Linked DNA regions of Ovis aries: region 1 is linked to region 2. A link is a contact called in public Hi-C data. All regions are on one chromosome and are shown on one strand. The core of a region is the stretch at or near the end of the contact, and the rest is flanking DNA. Distances in the headings are between cores, read along the strand shown. Region 1 holds the start of RECQL (RecQ like helicase). Region 2 holds the start of LDHB (lactate dehydrogenase B).

Region 1 (3,223 bases), core at 653-3,152, 160 kb before region 2:
TTGCCTGCAGAATCCCCATGCACAGAGGAGCCTGATGGGCTATGGTCCATAGGTCACAAAGAGGTGGACACGACTGAAGGGACTTAGCATCCAGGCACACAGGATCCAGGCATCCAGTCTCAGCAAGACTGAAAGCAGAAGCTTTCTCCACTCTTATGAGAGAATGTAGTCTACATCTCTACAACCATTTCCCCCCACTATTTTAAACAACTCCTTTGATTGTACCATTTTTTAAAAACTGCTTATAAACTCCTTCCCCAGATGATGTGATTTAATAGCAAAAGCTAGCTGAATGTAAAAAATGTTCAAAAATTAATGAGCTATGTATAGCAGGTCTGTCAGAAGTATACCTAAACACTGTTTAAAATCCAAAACAAAGGGAGATCAGCCTTGAAAAGTCCCTGGGCAGACAAAACCAACATAGCCATACAAACAAAGCTTAATTTAGCTTATTTTGAAAGACTAACTTGACCTGGGGCACTTCGCCTTTCTGCCTCTGGAAATCAGAAGCAAAACTCCCACTGTTTCCCAAGTTTGCTATGAGGTAACCACTATCCAATTCCGTATCTTTTAAGAAAATGTTAATACAACCAATCAGTGTGAAGAATAAACAGTCAATGCCCTCTTACTAAACAACCTGCTTTACATAGCCCTGAGCCTAATTCCATGTCTCAATTTGAGATCTCTTGGTCGGCAAACTGTCTTTTTGGTGGATACACAATGAACTTTCACTAATTACCACTTCCATGATTCAGTGTTTTTACTTCTGCTCCATCTGAACTTTTGGGAGCATCCTCAGGAAATACTTTACAAGGTCTCATGTCAGTCATGCATGCCTGACATCAAGTCGCCCAGTCATATCTGACTCTTTGCGATCCTATGGACTGCAGCACGCCAGGCCTCCTTGTCCCTCACCATCTCCCAGAGTTTGCCCAAGTTCACTGGTGATGCCGTCCAGTCATCTCATCCTCTGAAGCCCTCTTCTACTGCCCTCAATCTTTCCCGGCACCAGGGACTTGACACCAGGTACCAGAGGCTAAATCACACACACACACACCCCTCTCTCCGCCACCTCGGTTTAGATGCAATACACACACACACACACACACACACACACACACACACACACACACACACACACACACACACACACACACACACACACACACACACACACACACACACACACACACACACACACACACACCCCTCTCTCCGCCACCTCGGTTTAGATGCAATACACACACACACACACACACACACACCCCTCTCTCCACCACCTCGGTTTAGATGCAACAGACACACACACACACCACACCCCGCCCCCGCTTCCGCCACCTCGGTTTAGATGCAACACACACACACACCCCTCTCTCCGCCACCTCGGTTTAGATACAACAGCAATTTAATAAAACCCTCCGTCACGCTTAGGCGTCCCCTCTGGCTTTTCCCAATAAACAGTGGTTGCAAATAAAAGGCTTTGGTGACCAAGTCTCCTGCCTGGAAAAAGCTGATGATAAAGAGACCGACCGCAGTGGAACGTGCCCCTAAAGGCCCGAGTTCCACTAGAACTGGGCGATAACGGAGAGTTCCATTAGAGGGGCGAGGGCCCCTGCTTCTCCCTCACCAACGCATTGGTGGAAGGAAGTGAACCGGCCTTCCCCATAGGCCAGGAAAAGGAATGTTAGCTCTTTCAAAGAGGTAACTAGGGGTTACCCCAGAACCTCTCCCGGGTGAAGTTAAGAAAAACATTCCCCCTCCTCGATCTCCGACCCCAAGACCCCCTCTGTCTACTACTTACCCTTTTAGCCGCACTCCAATAAAAACTTCCCGCCACCAGGCTTTCCTTTCTCTCCAGCCGGGGGCATTCACCCTTCCGGGTGGGTCCTTTCAACCAATTGCAGGTACTACCCTTCTCTTATTGGTCAAGGGGTGTGGTCACCATTTGCGTCACTGAACAAAACCAGAGATTATTGGTTGATGTTGGGAGCAGGTGTAGCCAATAGGAAGCGGGTTTGAACCTAGGGTGGGGGCGGCTGCGTGTTTCCGGAAGACGTGGCGGCTCTTGCCTGGGCTGCTTCCCGGCTTCATTCTCTCCACTTGGCTCCACACCCAGGGCGCTCCGAGGTGCTATTGCCGCCTCCCTCACCTCTGCAGCCATGATCTCGTTAACGGACACACAGAGTAAGTACCTGCCCCGAGGCCCCGCCTCAAGCCCCGCACACACCTTCCCCGGTCTGGGTCTCGCCCGCCTTCCCCTCCGCCTGCCCGGGTCAATGAATGAAGCTCCGCGATGGGGGCGGTGGCCTGCAGTACTCAGCTAGGACTGCGGGACCCTGGAGGAGCCGGGTGCTGAACTTGCGGCTGCGGACCTGGCGGGAGGGGAGAGTCAGTGGGGTCTGGGGAGACGCCCAAGCTGGGGAGGGGGAGCTTTCGCCTAGCGCGCAGGGGTCGCGCCGCTCTTTCAGGAGGATGGGCGCTTTGTTCCTGCGGGCGGCCGCGAGAGAAAGTTTGATGCGCGATGCCAGCGGCCCACTCTTGGGGTTATTTTTACACTTGACATACTTGGGGTCCTCTACAAGTTACTGCTGGTTGTTTGGAGGCCGTGTTTTAAATGTCATCCATGATAGGCTCTTTTTGGAAATGTGCTTACGCTTAAATATTTTGAGTATTTGCTTTTTGCCACCACTAGAAGCAACCTTTTAAACATCCCTTGAAATAGCTTCACTTTTCTACCGGCTGCTGTCTTCCCAATCGTAAACTTTGTGTTCAGTTAAACAACTTCTTTCGTTAATATTGTATGTTGTGCTTTGTGGTATGTTTTATTATGTTAGCATCTTTCTGTCTGCTACAGAGTTCTCCAGCCTATCTTATCTCTAAGATTCATATTGCTGTCTGTTGTCTTTCAATATAAAATTTCCCTTTCAATGTGAAATATAAAAGGGGTAGTTTTCTACCCCTTTTTGTCAGTGTTAATAATTTTGTATTTACATATCTGCCAACCCTGTGCTTCCTGTCTTTTGATGGTAGTGATAGTCTTTTTAATCTCACTTTATTTTATCTGCCATGCCTTTTTTTTTTATTCTGTATAACTTACTTGAATTTTAAAGATTTTTAAGAATTTAACAGTCTGTTGAAATAAAAAATAGAACTTCCTTAAAAAATGGCTTATTTTAAAGTGAAGTCGTAAGGTTTGGATTCAAGTCTTGACTAAGTTGAACTT
Region 2 (3,208 bases), core at 469-2,968:
AAGACTCCTAGTTGGAATAAAGTTACTTGAATTTGGAGACAATTGTTTTGTTCTGTAGCTATTTTCCCCCCCAAAACGATTCCCCCCCCACACACACACAATAATTGGGGTCTATACTGGGAGATTATTTTGCCTTTCCAAAGCACATTGGCAGTTTTCTCCTGGATGCTAGAGAAAAATGAAATATACAATGGTGCGCAAATGTTTCCACAAATAGATGACCTTGTAGTGAAATTTACACGTCCTGCATTTTGAGCAGTTGAGCAGAATCCGAAGAATGAATGCTGCCTCTCCTGCCGAACTAGATACAAACGAAGTTTCTCTTCATCATGGCATTTTCACTAATTGGTTTAAGATCTTCTAGGTATAGAGAGAGGATCCAGCAAAGCAGTGTAAAATAAAAATCCAGAAAGACTGCTCTAGAAATACAGATTGGTTGATCAGACAGACCTTTTAAACTATCTGGGGAATTTCAGAAATGACACTGTAGAGGCTTAAGCCAGTACAGATTTTCTTTCAGATCTTTCTACAGAAATGTGATTTAACTTTTTTTTTCTATAACAGGGGTTCTTTAATAGGGTTGTAAGACATGACAAGAAAATGTTTTATATCATACACAGGCCTGTCTCAAGATCAGTGGAGGCGTTTAAGGGCAAAGAATGAAAAACAGGGTAAAAATGATCGATATTTGGTATTTTTCATCCCCATGCTCCTGCCCCTTCTGTGGATATAAAGCACTAGAAAAGAACCCGCGCCTTAAGTTCAGAACAAAGCTCCGCTTTGCAGACTATCTCGATTCTAACCTTTTAAACAGCCAATTTTTGCCCTGCAATTCCTCCATTGAGAGCCGGCTCTCCCCTCCCCCGCTCCATCCCTCCAGCCCGCAGTGCCTGCCGGCCGCCCACGGGCCACCTCTTCCTCTTCGCGCCGCAGCGCTGAGCTCAGGTCACCAGGAGAGGCAGCCACCACGCATCTCCCCAGAGAAGGTCTCCAGCGGGGAAAAGTCTAGGCCTTTCTAAACTCTCAACACCCAAAGCCGGTAAATAAACAGCATCCGAAGCATCAAGGGAAAAAAAGGCCAGAAACGAGCCGGCCCATCGCTCTAGGAAGGGCTGGGGAGAGGCCAAGGGCAGAGCCAAGATCATCCTTCACTCTCATCCCCGAAAAGCCGGGCATTTCTCCAGGCCCGAGGTGGTGGGCGCCAACAACCACCCCAGCCCCAGCTTCACGGGTCGCCTGGCCCCTTCTCCCTCCCGCGGCTCCTCCGGCACGTGTTCGGGCGCCCGCCAGCAGGCACCGAGGGTGATGCGGCCGCCATGAACCCATCAAGGACACGTAGAACCGGGATGTAGCCGCAAGTGCAACGAATCCGTCCCCCAGGAGCGCACAGGCTGGCCGGGAGCTGCGATGAGCGGCCGACACAGCCGAGAGATCGGGCGCAGGCCCTCGGCTCCGTCGGGTCCCCCAGCCCCGGGGCAGGGCCCCCGCCCCAACCCGATCCGGATGCTCAGGGCTCCAGGCCCGCGAGCTCAGATGTCCTTCCTGGTCCTTCCCCCCCTGAGTCTTGCTGCACCAGCCCCACCAGGTCTTTTCGGAGAGCCAGGATGCAGGGTCCCAGCTGAAACCTACCAGGGGAGAGAAAGTTCTCCAGAGAGTGGTAAGGGCTGCACGAAGACAAAGTCAGCAGCGTGCGTCTCCTCCGGCGCAGGATCCGCAAGGAGGGAGGAAGAGCAGGAGGGACCCGCCCCTTGGCCGCCTCCGAGCTTCCTCTATTGTGATTGGAAACCCGAGCACCGCCCACCCCTCCCCTCGGCTCGCTCAATCCTCTTCAAGGACAAGGGCTAGGGTGCGCCCACGCCCTCCCTCGGCCTAATTGAGGAGGTCACCTTCTGGCCGCTAAGGCGGCCGCGATCACTGCTAGCCTCCGGGCTTAAAGACTCTTGCACAGAGAGGCTGCGTTATTTCTGAAACCTGGCCGTCTTCAACCCTTTGGACTCTCACGCTCTTGATTGGATAAATTTAGTCCCGGTGGAAGTAAATTTCTCTTTGGCATTCCAGGTCAACTTTAGAGGACCACTCTTCTAAGCTGAGATGCTGCTGGTGTGTGTGGTTCCTTTGGAATAATACTCCTGCTTCTGGATGTTTTTAAAAATAAAGCTACATTTTCATTTCTTCTCATCTCTGATATAAAGTTCTTTTGATGTAAGGGTTTTTCCCACCTGAACTCAGCAAATACGCAATAACTACCTACTGGTGGCTCAGCGGTAAAGAATTCTCCTGCTAATACAGGAGATGCAAGAGAAGCAGGTTTGATCTCTGGGTTGGAAAGGTGCCTTGCAGGAGGAAATGGAAATAGCAACCCACTCCAGTATTCTTCCCTGGAAAATTCCTTGGACAGAGAAACCTGGCAGGCTACAGTCCTCGGAGTCACAAGGAGACACAACTGAGCATGTGTGTGTGTGTGTGTGTGTGTGTGCACGCACACACACACACACACACACACACACACACTTGCCTGTGAAGTCAGTGAGGCCTAGTGCCTGCATTTTAAAGTTCTCTACCAATCTCTATAGTCTCAAGGGCATATAATTGGGCCACTAGTGAGTGAAATGCAGTTTCTCTTAGTCCCTGAGCGACTCCAAGGCTTCATGTGTTCATTCACTCTGTGTCTCCAACACCCAGCCCCGTGCCTGGCACCTCAGTACAGTGTTGGTGAATGAGTGAGTGAATGAATGATTAAGCAGGTGAAAGTTTCCTAGAGATTTGGATTCAGTTGTGTGTGTTTATTAACATGTTTTCAGGTACAGCTATCTCAGAAACCTCTTGCATTTGAAAGGGAGGTTTTTTTTTCTTTTTTTGCTAGTGTTATTTATTCATTTTTGGTAGATGGCCATTAATCCTATTCTTTAATTTCATCTCAGTGGCAAGTGTGGAAAGTACAAAGACGAGTGTAACACTGTGCTCACTGAGATGCTCCCAGTTCCAAGGAGATAGGTAGGCAAATTCTTCCAATTACAATTCAATGTGATAAGTGGTAATAGAGATTTGGCTAAAATACAATAAAAAAATGCAAAGAAAAGAGCCCTTAAGAAAGAGTGTGTCTAGAAAAAATGATAAACCTCAAACTCCAGGATTACAGAGGCCAGTTAGTGAGGACCTTGATGCCCATGAAGACACGGTTTACACTGAAACATGATGATCAGGGATA

The links. A called contact is a pair of places that touch in the nucleus more often than the background predicts.
Region 1: a Hi-C map of tail adipose tissue shows a contact between it and region 2, with 3 times the contacts expected there. The contact joins the promoter of RECQL here to the promoter of LDHB in region 2. A contact is called at or near these places in 2 of 16 Hi-C or Micro-C datasets (liver and tail adipose tissue).

The regions. Positions count from the first base shown.
Region 1 is chr3:194,272,716-194,275,938 of ARS-UI_Ramb_v3.0, reverse strand. It overlaps RECQL (RecQ like helicase), which reads right to left and starts at 1,902. Exons shown (of 14, transcript XM_042247435.2): 1 at 1,802-1,902. GOLT1B (golgi transport 1B) reads left to right here and starts at 2,029. Exons shown (of 5, transcript XM_004006796.5): 1 at 2,029-2,184. The coding sequence starts at 2,160.
Region 2 is chr3:194,114,363-194,117,570 of ARS-UI_Ramb_v3.0, reverse strand. It overlaps LDHB (lactate dehydrogenase B), which reads right to left and starts at 1,718. Exons shown (of 8, transcript XM_027967824.3): 1 at 1,630-1,718.